3 separate regions of the Mus musculus genome follow, and regions 2 and 3 are each linked to region 1. Evidence: chromatin contacts called from public Hi-C data. All regions are on one chromosome and are shown on one strand. The core of a region is the stretch at or near the end of the contact, and the rest is flanking DNA. Distances in the headings are between cores, read along the strand shown.

Region 1 (4,191 bases), core at 52-2,551:
CAACCTAAATGCACTCAGATATTTGCAATTGTTAATAACCTAGTTGATATTAACAACATGCCTAGTATGTTGCCTACCTGCTCCTAAGTGACAGTGAATTTATGCTTTGCATAGAAATTTTCATGTCTCAATAGCCTTCTCTTGGCCCATCAGCAAGTTCCAGTGCAGGGTCCACCCTCAAGTTGGTTTCTGTTCTGAGCTGTGATTAGGCATGGCTCTCATTCTGAGCTCCGGTTGCTCCCACTGTTTAGGGCTGATGTTGCAGCAGAACTGACTTAATGGGCAGCAGGATCTAGGTATTTTTTTTCGGGCTTCTAGGCTGCAAGCCACAGAAACAGGCCTATTGCAAAGTCGGCTATGACTCTCCATGGGTCAGATCAAGGTTTTGGGACTAACTAATATAAAAAAATAACTTTTGTAATTATTCATTTGGATAATAAAATATTCAAATGCACCAGAAGGAAATCCCTTGAGGCTAGGCATTCTAGAAAGTGAACATTTCTGCAGTGAGCAACATTTTGGAGAGGGAGGGCCTGAGATACTGCATTCAGGCCCCACCCCCGCTTTGTCTAAAACCCTGGCATTTCTCATCTGTCATAATGTGTTTACTTTGAGCATAACATTTTAAAGGTATTATTTTGCCTTCTAAAAACTTACTCCTAGAAGGCTTGTTTTCCTTCACAGGCATAATTATATCTCATTTCTTCAATCATTACCTCATATTTTAATAATATGCTGCCATTTGGGCATAGCTATAACCATAATAATGAACAGAGTTCAAAGATCACTATATATATAGATGGCATGAACCATTAGCAAGAAATATTCTACACCACGGAGAGCACACACTACAAAACTCTAAAATCCACTATAGAATTCTGACTAAGGCATCTTTCTGTGTAATTAACATAAATCTCTTTATAAAACATGCTAGTTTTAATAACAAATAGGGACATTTTTACAGGAAAAATAAAGAATAGAACACAAATAAAATTATAATATGAATAATTTAGTTATCTCTTCATATCTCATCTCAGCATTGTGCAGCTATAATGGACCTAAACCAGAACTATTTCACTTAAAAATAGGCCTATTTCTTTTTCATATATGTCATTGAGATTCATATCATCACTCGCACACAAAAACACATAATTAATCCTAATTGTTACCAACACTCAGAAGAAGAGAAATGGAATCTGTGGTTTCTCTCTTTTATGTGTGCTAAGCCTTTCTGCCCACAAGGGCACCATTTAGTAAATTACTTCCTCTGAAACTCTGGCCAGTGCCCTCTTGGCCCAGAGGAGCTAATGCAGTTGCTAGAGGTGAGTCACTGAATTCCTTTGTGACAGAAAAATGAAACTCAGTGACTGTTCAAGGATGTCCTACTTTGCTATGAATGATGACCCAGAAACAAGGGGAAAGGCACTTCTTCTTCGAAGCAAGTCTTAACAGGGAAAACGAAGAATGTGCATAGTAAATGCCCAGAGTGTTGGGTAGGAAAAGAGGGTACAAAAAGAAAATAGAAGCTTACTGAACTTTCCCCATGTGGTCATTTGTCAACTTTGAGTTTTTAAAACCAAGATGATTTAATTCTATGTTACTCTCTCACTGTGTCTTAGTTTCACTTAGTATTAAAGGGGACAGCACAATCACCCTGAATTTTCTGGCACTCTAACCTCTAGGTTCTACTCCCTGAGAGTCCCACACCTCAGCCATCCAGCTGTTTGTTTGTTCCAAGTCTGCCTGACTCTACATTTCCCCAGTAAGCTGTCATTGGGTTTTTGGTGCAGCCATATTCTGAAACATGTTCCAGTTCCTGAATCGACTCCTAATAATAGCAATTTATTCTATGCTTCAGGATATAGATTTGCTGCCCCACGGACTTTCTTCTGTCCCTATAACTTCTCTCATCCAGTCTTCCCCTGTTCCCATGTTCCACCTTACCCTACCAGACAAGTCCCAAGAGGTGACATGTTATTTATTTCCTTAGTCATGGCTAAGTTCTCAAAGAATCTGTGTGTCCTATTGCCTCTAGATCAGCAGTTCTCCACCTGCAGACCATAACCTTCTTGGGAGTCAAGCAACACTTTCACAGGGCTACCATATCAGATAGCCTATATGGAAGATACTTACATTATGATCATAATGTAAATTACAGTAGCAAAGTTACAGTAATGAGGTAGCGATGAAAATAACTATGGATGGGGATCACCACAACCCAGAAAACTGTATTAAAGGGTTGCAGCATTAGGAAGGCTGAGAACCACTGCTCTAGACGCTCCTTGATCCCACAGGTCCCATTTCACCTCAATTTACAGATCATTGTTACTAAGAAAAGTCTTTACACAGTTTCTGCTTTCACAAATAGCTTTCTTGGTATTGACCTTTCAAGATCAACTAGATCATATTCATTGGGACTATAGATGTTCAAAAGGAGTCTTGCCAGTGTGTCCAACCTGTGGTCCATGGCAGTATGTCTCTCTGGATAGCTGCTATGAAAACCCCAAAACATTTATAGACCACATCACCATGCCATAATGCAAAAAGGCACTGGAATTGAACAAAATCCCTCGTTGCGTTTTATTTATTTATTTATTTATTTATTTATTAGAAATTTTCTTTATATACATTTCAAATGCTATCCTGAAAGTTCCCCCCCACCCTTCTTCCCTACCCAGCTGAGTGTACTCAGCTTCTGTCACACTCTCCTCCCAACATTGACGTCTGAAGACCCAGTTTAATCAACATTATTCATCCTTGCTGAGAACCTGTTATATTCCACACACTATGCTTGAGATAAAATTATGATAAAGTGTTCACAGTCCTGTTTGCATAGGGCATTGTGTAGTAAAGAAGTTCAAAGTTACTAAAACATTCCCAGAGACAGAGGCACACTGGCGCCCATGGCAGTGGGGAAAGGTGAAAGACAGAATGTACTAAGATTCTGGTTAGTCAGGTCAGGGAATTAGGGGGCATTCCTAAAATGGGAAGTTTGTGCAGAGTATAGAGAAATGCATGCAAAGGTCCTGTGACATGGTGACCTACAAGAGCACAGTGACACTGGGTCTTCTCACTGCTCTGGCCACAAGGCTGGCAGCCACCTCAGGACTGAAGGACTATTTCCAAAAGAGCTTTAGTACTGAGACCACTTTTGTCCCCTAAAAATGCTACCACTGTATCTTTGCAATTTAGGAAGAAACTGAGATTGAGCAGAACGCTAGTACAACCCAGCTGCCCACAGCTCCCTCCTGTCCCATCAGGACTAACCAGCTCCACCCTTAAGCCTCCTACTTTCTTCTCATTTAGTCTGACCTTCATAACCTTTTCTTAGGCCCTGCAGAAGTCAGAATTTCTGGGTGACATCTCACTTCCATAGCCACAATGTTATTCCCCAGCTGTTTTCCTCACTGTGAGACCACCTTATGCTTCAATTCTGCATCCTTTCCCTGAGTCCTGTGGAGAAGTTTTTGTTTTGTTTTGATATTTTTTGTTTTCCATTCTCTACTCTCATATTCTAGGATCCAGAGCTGGTAATTTTGCCCTTTTCTTTAGAACTTCTAACCTCTTAGCAATTCAATCCTCTACTAGATAACCACCACTTCCCACTTGATATTGTTAGATATTAATCACTGTGGTCCCACACTCATTCACTAACTGACTTGGATCCTGCTTCACTGCCTTTGTGACTTCCCCTGTCAACATCCTTGATGGCTTCTACATGTGAGCAAATAGTCCATCTGCCAAGGTTTGAATGGATTCTTCCAAAGCTCACATGTTAGAAGTTTAATCTATGAATCACTGTGTTAATGGGACTTGGTAAATATTTAGGAATGGATAAAAATCATGATAGTAGAGTCCCTGTAGTGATATTAATACCTTTATATAAAGGGGAGGAGATTAAAGGATAAAAGATGAAGAGGGACAAGGAGGGAGGGAGGGGGAGGGAGGGAGGGAGGGAGGGAGAGAGTAATGAGTCTCTAAGCTAACACACTTGCTTCATGTCACCTTCGCCATGGTATGCTTTGTTATGTTGTAATGTAGCACAAAGGTCCCTATTAGACACAGAGCCCTTCAAAAACTACATGTGATCCTCTAGCCCCTGAAAAATGCTAGAGAAAAACCAACTACATAGATATCGTGTTAAAATTTGATTACAAATTTCTGCTGCCCAATCCCATTAAAATTCCCTAG
Region 2 (4,681 bases), core at 296-2,795, 180 kb after region 1:
CCAAATAATTCATTAGAAAACCAATTTCTCATTATGATGCATGTGTGCTTGTTTTAGATATTTTGAAGTGAAATAATTATGAAATGTTACACAGGCATGTTAGATTGCGCATTTTATACTTACGAAATTTCAAATTATACATGCATAAGACAGACTGATGTTCAAAAATTCTGTATGCTGTATCCTTTAACTGACTGTCTTTTAAGTGCCTGGTACAATATTACCTGGCAGAAATTGAAAGACTTATAGAAAACAGAAAGTGTATTAGCCATCCAAAGGCACAAAGGAGAGGACCTGTGCTTTCTAACTCAGTTCTTTCAAGGAAGAGGCCCTAGGCACTCCCTCAAGCAGACACTTTAAGCAGACAAAACACTTTCATCTACTTTACCTATTGTATTGTTCCTGGTTAGTGGTAAACAAATGTTTATTGAGGGGAAGGTATCCTTGGGATTACTCCCAAAGTTTATCATCAGCATTTGCATACTGCTAAGTATGTGAACAGCTACTAAGATTTAGTTGATAAAGATGCTAGTCTAAGATGTTTGAAAATGGCATTTGTAGGGAGTTGAAAGTCAATGCACATGTAATTTTGCCACTCCACATTTTCAAGGAATTCTGTGCCAAGTTTCAGATTCACATAAGTCACCAGAAGTTTCAAGAGAGGGGTGTTAAAACAGTGCGCATTAAGTGTGCTCTAGATTTCATACTGAAATGTCTTCCTATTAAACAAAGTAATTTACTTTTGCTCTATGAAATTTGAAAATTACAATTTGAAAAATTGAAAGTGCCTGCACAACCTATACACAGTATCTCTAATCCTTTACAAAACTCTCAAAGGATAAGCTAGTCCCATTTTACAGATTTAAAAAAAAAATCAAAAAACAAGGGGAAAAAAACAAATCAGGTTCAGATATTTGGAATTCTGTTTAACATGCTGTTTAGTGAAAATTACAGAATATAGGATGTAGGTTGATTGGCTATTTATTAAAGAACCTTTAGAAGTATAATAAATTCAAGCTGAAATATTTATCTTCTAAAAATGTTAAACATGATCTCTGCTTTTATAATCAATTATAAAATTCACATATTTAGTTCTGTTTCACAATGATAGACTTGGCTATCCACTCAGACAAGTACAATCAAATACCAAATACTTAACCAAAGGGAGAACGGGAAATCTACAATTTAAATCAATGCTAATGAATGAAAAATACTTTAGTCATTATGTAACTGCCTCGGTTTGAATTTAAATAATCTCATGTATAAAGCTTTGGTTATCCAATTCCAGAACAAGTAAAAGTTAAGTTCTAGGCAGCCCACTAAGATTCTAATTAAGAAGCAAGTACAAAGAATTAAATTTTTTTAAATACTCTTATTGGAGTTCAACCTCAAAAAAGGTATTTCACGAAGAGGCCGTACAGCTTGTAAGATTCCTTCTATCTCAAATTACTCTGATTAATGTCTGATAAAACTGGGTTAGCAACAAGAGGTAGCCCATAATTCTACATGAAAACTCAGAATGGTCTTTTGTTCCCTTTGTCTAATGTTAAGCCAATAGTGAAAAACAAGAATGTCTGCTTAGGAAAAAGGGACCTCTTGGTTGTTGTAGGTTTCTTTGTTGTTGTTGTTGGTTGTGGTGGTGGGTTTTTTTTTGGGGGGGGGGGGTTAAATTTAAATATCTTGCTCTTTACCTGACACTGCAAATTCATCCACATCTCTCTCTGAGCCTAAAAGACTACAGAGGGCACTGTTGCACCAGCTTTGACGCTTTACAATAGAAGCCTTAAGAAAAAAACATTCTATAATTTCTCTAAAGGGTCAAACGGAATGGAAATCTACTAAGCTTAATATAAAGGGAAAAAACCAAAAGTATATTTTTTTCTAAGAGACTGGACTTCAATAAGGGGAAAAACTTAACAAAAACAAGTGTCAGGCTGAGAACAGAGCAGGCTCCTTTCATTTCCCTTTGTAGTGCTTTCCCAAGAAAGGGAACTAATCATAGCGCCTCCTTATCCACTGCAAACAGCACCCACTGCAGAGCCCTCCTCACAGTCAATACCAAAAGGAGTGTGGCACCTCCTGCAATCCTTCCATAATTCTATCAGGAAAAGAATGCAGCCTGTTTGCATACTTTTGTCTAAAAGGCCAATTGCATTTGTCCCCTCTTTGGGTAAAATGACAGCTACAGATCAATCATTCTCACGTGAAAGTAAACACTGGGAAAAAAGCAAAAACTGAGAACTGAAATCCTTACCTTTTAAAACATTTTATTACACAGGAATATACAAATACAGAACATAATTTTAAAACACAAGTTTTTCTCAAAAACATCTACTGGACAACAGTGCCAGTGTTACCCACAGTACTTACAAACCTAGGAAATAAAAATTCACATCATTTCTGTCACAATTTTTTGGCACTAAATTCAATTATAAGCAGTACCAATTGTTTTATACCTATGCTTTCAATATATACAATAAACCTAGTATACATGATATAAAGCTTCATATTATATCACCATTTAAATTTTTTTATACTTCCTTATTTAGCCAGATTTAATTTTTTGATACCACCAATAACATAAAAAATATTTCATTTGGATAATTAAAAACTAGTATCTCGAATTATTCACTAGTTATGAGAATGGTAATGTCATGCCCCAAGAAACTAGAGATAATATGCAAAAGGAGACAAGAAGATAATCCTTTAATACACACCAAACACATCACCAGCACACCATGGTCCATACATCACCATGTACACAGGTACTATCATAAAGCTTGGACCTCTACTATAAAATCCAAATTTCCCTAGAAAAGCCACTCACTACATAACACACCTCTGTTACTCTCCAATGTCCAGGGAGATTAACACCTTCTCTGAAATCAAAGCACAGAACTGTAAAAGTGTTAAAAATTCTACAATAAGTCAACCTGCTTGTAAATCAAAAAGAAGGGAAGGGGATTTAAGACTGCATGAAGATTTCATTTTAGTACAAAAGCCCCAGTTTAACAAGTTATTTTCAGCCAATAAAAGTCAAAAGTAAAGCATTGTTAAAGTTGCTGGTACCAATTTCGAGGCTTTAACTTATTAGCTTAACCAAAATGCTACTTGAGTACTGCTCCCTTAAATTATTAATTTATGAGTTTTACTTAGTCTTCTCCTGAGGCAAGGCAGTGTGTAGGTATGTGGAATAAGTATAAATAAACAGAAAGCTTTTATAGGGGTCTAAACATAACAAAGCAACCCTTTTTAATGAATGATGAATGTACAATACCATGAATCAAGGTTATATAAATGGACTATATCACTTTAAAATCTGGGAGACCCTCTAGGAAGTCAATAGACAAATTTAGAAATATTAAACATTAGCCTATTGTTTTTTCATTGATCTGATAAAATAAACGCTTCCAGCAAAATCAAAGTGCTATCATGACTATGAGTCACATATGTTTTCAAAGAAATCTAGGACAGGTTGTGGACAGTGCATTTGGAATGGTGTTCTCTATCTACTACAAGGATAACTGCAAAATCAGCTGACAATAGCCTTTTGACAGTCAGAATTTTAACAAGATATTTCGGTTTACTGTTTTACAAATCTAGCATATTAAAATCAATTTTCGTTAACTCTAATTTATGCAGAGCTTGATTGTGAGCAATAGCTGCTAGGAGGATGCAGTAGTGTTGATTCACATACAACCATTTTACTTAACTACGTTGGATAATAGCAGTGCTCCTGAAGGAGTATAAAAGCAAAGTGATTAGCAGTCATTACCGTTAATTAGTGCTCACATTACATTACTCGGGATGAATCTCCTTTAAGCTGAATACATGGAAAGTTTATTTTTGCAAGTATTCCAAACTATGCCTAGGTAAGTATCGGGGTAAACCGTCAACTATCAGTAAGCAGAATGAAAAACAGGGACAGATCAGCATGCAATTAGTACGTCTATATTTTTAAACAGGAAGAGGGCTGAGAGGAATGAGTAAAACTGGAAACTCATACTTCACATTCTGCAATCTCACTGATAAAAGGAGGAAATGTGTGTTTATCAAACTTGCTGTGAGTGCACAGTTCATTTGGAGTCCTGTAAACAATCCCTGGCTGCCCACTTCCAAATGCATGTGAAAGTCTTGGGGATTCGGAGCAGCAGACTGAGCAAGCAAGGTCACTCTAGTGATGCCCTGGAAATGGGAAATTAGGAAGCCGTGGCAATCAGAGGGTTAGGACTGACCAGAAAAAGCCCTGAGGGTGGCTTACCATCTTTCACCACCAGTCAGGCTGTCTCTGCTTATTCAGTATTAACACAACAGGGCTCTGAGTGAATGAAAATAACTCCGCACACCTAACTAGGACACTGGCTCTCTTGTTTAGGAAATGACAGACATTTGTCACAGAAAACAAAACAAAAAATCTCTCAAACACAGCTTCCATAGACTAGCTCCAAGAGGAAAACAGGCTCCTCATGGACGTTCACAGGACATGGGGATGGCTGACATCCTGTTGGTTGTTATGGTTCCTTTCCCCCGTATCATTCTGGACATTTAAAAATACCAGCCAAATGTTCAACAAAGAAGCCCCAAAGCAAAGAATGCCTGTTAGAGGACAAAAATAAAGGTTCAAAAATGCAAAAACAAACATTATTAATACAGTCCATTTAGACAGTTGAGCCACATGGTT
Region 3 (4,416 bases), core at 197-2,696, 180 kb before region 1:
GTGAAGTCAAGGACATTGAGACAGAGGCAAATGCTGTCTTCCTAAAAAGAAATGTCTTTCAGAAAATTCCTTAAAAATTCCCCTGATAGGGTGGAGTGTGTATGTTAAGCTTATGTCTCTTAAGTGAATTTGATTAAATAAGCTACCAACTGAGATTTGTTTATTAAAACCTAAAGATTTAAAAAGCCCTTTGGATTGTCTCTATGCATGTCTATTATATTTAGAAGATTGCACCTGTGTACAATAATACTTTCTGCTCAGTAGAAGGAGAAGCACGAACAATCAGACTTAGAAAATGAAATTAAGCCTCATCTTGGGACTTTCCAGACCTAGTCTGCCGCCTCCATGAAAGTGTGGGTGGAACTTTTGCATTTTACAGGTTTTCGTGAAATCCTGCATTCACCCACAAGACTTGCTTTCTAATACTGGCAATGATGTTTCAGAGAAAGAAGTCGACAGGAAGGAAATGCTTAGGGCTTCTGTGTTCTCCCCACTCACTTATTTATTTGCAAATACTTAGAGTCTGCCTTGTTTTGAGCATATGCACATTTCTTGTATCTGGAGAGACAGTAGTGAAAAGGATAGATGTGGTCCCCGCTTCTGCGAAGCACATATTGTGAGCAGGAGAAACAACGACCACGCAAATAAGTCCGTATTGAAGGGTGATGAGCTGCAGGAAGCCAGTAGGATGATAGTGTGCTGGAGACAGGTACATTGGGAGAGTTGTGATGGTGGAAGACGGTTCTATTGTGACGGGACAGATCCAGGCTTGTGAGAAAACTTAGGAAAAAGCCCTCCCATGGAGGCAGCAGCGACAGCATGCATTTCCCAGTGTCTTCCCACATAACTTGCTGCCCAGTGTGTTGGGGATAAATGTTAGCTTCCCCCAGCTGCTCTTCCCAGTGCATGGGTCTCTCGAAGGCCCCAGAGATTGCAGACCCCTAAGAGCATAGATCACTTGAAGAAGTAAGCGAGGCAGAGAAGTGGAGAAGGGGTGTTCTACCATTCTCAGCAAGAAGTTGTACTTTCACGCCAAAAATATGTTTTTCTCTCTCTCCACATTTAAAAGAAAGCACTCTTGAAACTGAATGCAAGAACCAAAATTAACAAAGTAGCCTTACATTTTAGGGAGGTTTGATTATAGCATGTGTTCTTTCTTTTAGCCACTAGAGAGCAGTGCAGCCCATCAAATGCACCAGGAGGCTCATGATCAGGGCTGAGGTTTAAAGTGAAAGTCCACACCACAGGTCAACTTCTGCCCTTCCCTTTCCTCTCCTATGCCCTCAAAACCCCACTGTCTGGTTTCCTGCAATCTAACGTTCACAAAAATAACCTAGAAGCAAATTTCATGTTTAGAATAAAACTCGGATTCTTTGGGGGGTGGGGGTAGAAATCAGTGCATTTAATCTTGTTGAAGGCTATTGGGAGCCTTCCCAGCAAAAGAGGCTCAATGGCTGCAACCCAGATCCACACAGAACAGGGGCAGGGCTTCTTGAGACTCTTCGAGAACAGACTGAAGATTAGGGTGCGTAGCCAAGAGGGCAGGGGCGTTTGTACTGATAAGCTGAAGGCCAGCTAGCTGTTGGTTTGGGTGGCAGCAGAGGTGGTCTCACCGCACTAGCCTCAGTGGGCCCAGGAGACTTCTTTCTGAGCCTCTCAAGTTTCAGGCGAAGTCCAAGCTGCCTGTTCACTGTTCTGTTGTATTTCTTCATTGGTCCTTTTACGAAGCATGGAAGAGAATGGGTTGACAAAAAGAGAACGGTGACAGACTTCTAGCTATATACACTCAAATAAACCCAAGGTTTTCAGATACGAATTTACACACACAAAGGTAAGAATCTATAAAACGGTGGCTACCTGAGCAAGGACACAAGTTGTTCTCCTAGGCAGCCTCTACTGGTCTATTATAACAAAACAAGTGGGAGAGAGAGGGGGCAGGGTGGAGAGGAGCCATTGGCCGGATGACCGCTTTGTCTTGCTTTTCATTAGCACGTAAGTGACTGGCGCTGGAATTGCATGCCGGACTTTTGGTTCTGCTGGTAGCACACTGTGCTCAATAAAAATTAATCCATCAATCAACAGGACAGAAAATCCTATCCTGCCAGAAGCAATACCTCCTGTTTGTCCCATACAAAAGCTAATTAGAGTGTTGGGTGTTGTAATGGAGGCAGAAACTGAGCAAAATAGAAAAAAAATGTCCCACAAATTATCAAATAAAAAATGAGACGGGGAACAAAAAACAGATAGCAGTGGAAAGCTAATAGTTCTTATTCCCCCCCCGAGGATGGCCTCTTTTGACTCAATGCAATAGAAGTTTGTGTATGTGGGACTCTGGAGTGCCAATGTTTGTTGGTCAATGTTGGTCAGGGGCATCTTTATTCTTCCCAACTACTTACCCTAGAACCACTTACTGCTGTGCTCTCAGAGGTCTGGTCTCTAACCCGCGTCTATCACAAGGGCTTCTGAGTTCACTGGAGTTTTGCTTGGTCAGGGACTGGAAAGAACAGTTCATCTGGAAGGAGGAGCTGGGATGCTGGGGAGGCCACAGAGATGGTATGAAACGGGAGTAGAAAAGCTAATAAGTCATTTGTGACTCCCTGAAGAAATGTGTAAGGGTGGAGAGGACACACACACACACACACACACACACACACACACACACACACACGGTTGACAATGACACATTTATACATACACACAAGGTATAATGTCACCAATCCCTACCTCACACGAGGTTACCTCTTGAACTGAAGACTTAAATTCTAGAAGCTCTAACTTTCCCAATCTTAATATTAACGGAGAAGTTCTGGAAATTGCTATAATCATCACAACTGGTTCAGTGTTATTAATTTTCCAGTGGTGTCTCGCAAACAAGCCCTAGAGGTGAGAGAATGGTCAATACAAACAACCCTTTCTTTTTCTTCTTATGTCACAAGGCATGACTAGCCTGCGCACCCTGCTACCTAAAGACACATTTATTTAAAAGAAAAAAAATAAATTTAGAAAACTCTAGGGTAACCAAAGTTTTCTGATATTGGACTACTTAGGGGGCTTGGGGGGAAATTAAAAATTATACACTAATATAAAATAATTTGTCTGTGATATGTGCTTACTTTCTTGCTATACTGAATAGAGGGGCACACACTGAATTCCAATTAAATATTTGTTGTTTGACAGTGGAGCTCGTTGGGAGGGATTTCCCAATGGGCCTGTGGTCTTAGGCCTCATCCCCAGCACCACCTCCCACTTCAACAACAGAATGATTTAGCTGTTAATCATGCTTTCTTCAGCTGGCTCACAGCAGGAACATTAGGCTCCTTCTGGTCACTTCTTTAAAGACCAGCAAGGTCCAGGGCTTTGGATTTACCTTCCACAACCTTTGCACAGAGAAGTTCATCTGAGGACAGAACAGAAACATCTGAGTATCCACCCCAGCCACAGAGCTCAGAGAAGCCTCCTTCACCTGCCTGTATAGCATTTGTGTGGGCAGAGAGAAAGACAGCAAAGAGAGAGAACAGAACGTGGGAGGAAATGAGGGGAGAGCAATAAACCAGGGACCTAAGAAATAATGTGCTCCCCTAAGACGAAAGGATGGACTATCCAGAGACTACCCCACCCGGGGATCCATCCCATAATCAGCCACTGACCCAGACACTATTGCATATGCCAGCAAGATTTTGCTGAAGGGACCCTGATATAGCTGTCTCGTATGAGGCTATGCCAGTGCCTGGCAAATACAGAAGTGAATGCTCACAGTCATCTATAAGATGGAACACAGGACCCCCAATGGAGGAGCTAGAGAAAGTACCCAAGGAGCTGAAGGGGTCTGCAAACGTATAGGTGGAACAACAATATGAACTAACCAGTACCCCCAGAGCTCGTGTCTCTAGCTGCATATGTAGCAGAAGATGTCCTAGTCGGCCATCACTGGGAAGAAAGGCCCCTTGGTATTACAAACTTTATATGCCCCAGTACAGGGGAATGCCAGGGTCAAGAAGCGGGAGTGGGTGGGTAGGGGAGCAGGGCAGGGGGAGGGTATAGGGAACTTTCAGGATAGCATTTGAAATGTATATAAAGAAAATATCTAATAATAAAAAAGAAATAATGTGCTCTCAATTCCAGGAGTGAAGATCTTGATGAGAACACCAATTTATCTCTTATGATACTTTCAGGGTGCAGAAGGACAGTGCTGTCTTCTCTGACACTGGTTTTCTGAAGCCCGAAGGCTGAGGTTTGTTTATTTAAGAGCAACTCTCATTGTAATACCAGAAAAGAATTCCCATTCTACTTTTCAAAGGGAAGAAAAGTTTTCCTGATGCTTCCATTGCTCTGCTGAACCTCCAGCAAGGTGGCTCTGTAATGCTTTGTGTATTTCCAACCAGGCTTGCTTTGCTGTACGTTGGCAAATGCACAGTA

What was found. Hi-C and Micro-C count contacts between places; a contact is called where the count stands out from the background.
Region 2: a Hi-C map of neural stem cells shows a contact between it and region 1, with 2.8 times the contacts expected there. The contact joins two enhancer-like sites. A contact is called at or near these places in 10 of 484 Hi-C or Micro-C datasets (the G1E-ER4 cell line, the HPC-7 cell line, the N1E-115 cell line and 6 more) and 3 of 115 datasets of contacts at active chromatin or transcription factors (acute myeloid leukemia, astrocytes and embryonic forebrain).
Region 3: a Hi-C map of the MNK3 cell line shows a contact between it and region 1, with 3 times the contacts expected there. The contact joins two enhancer-like sites. A contact is called at or near these places in 30 of 484 Hi-C or Micro-C datasets (the HL-1 cell line, the HPC-7 cell line, the MNK3 cell line and 14 more) and 2 of 115 datasets of contacts at active chromatin or transcription factors (acute myeloid leukemia and astrocytes).

Annotation. Positions count from the first base shown.
Region 1 is chr2:114,442,645-114,446,835 of GRCm38.p6, forward strand. No RefSeq gene overlaps it. Among named protein-coding and RNA genes, the nearest start is that of Gm31146, 14 kb to the left of the region's middle. Within about 2 kb of position 1,302, at least 14 of the 459 cell types and tissues checked have an H3K27ac peak or open chromatin away from gene starts, as enhancers often do. A contact at or near this core is called in the MNK3 cell line and neural stem cells, where this site is marked.
Region 2 is chr2:114,620,741-114,625,421 of GRCm38.p6, forward strand. All of the region lies in intron 3 of Dph6 (diphthamine biosynthesis 6), which reads right to left. Among named protein-coding and RNA genes, the nearest start is that of Dph6, 32 kb to the right of the region's middle. Within about 2 kb of position 1,546, at least 31 of the 459 cell types and tissues checked have an H3K27ac peak or open chromatin away from gene starts, as enhancers often do. A contact at or near this core is called in neural stem cells, where this site is marked.
Region 3 is chr2:114,259,380-114,263,795 of GRCm38.p6, forward strand. No RefSeq gene overlaps it. Among named protein-coding and RNA genes, the nearest start is that of Zfp770, 60 kb to the left of the region's middle. Within about 2 kb of position 1,447, at least 27 of the 459 cell types and tissues checked have an H3K27ac peak or open chromatin away from gene starts, as enhancers often do. A contact at or near this core is called in the MNK3 cell line, where this site is marked.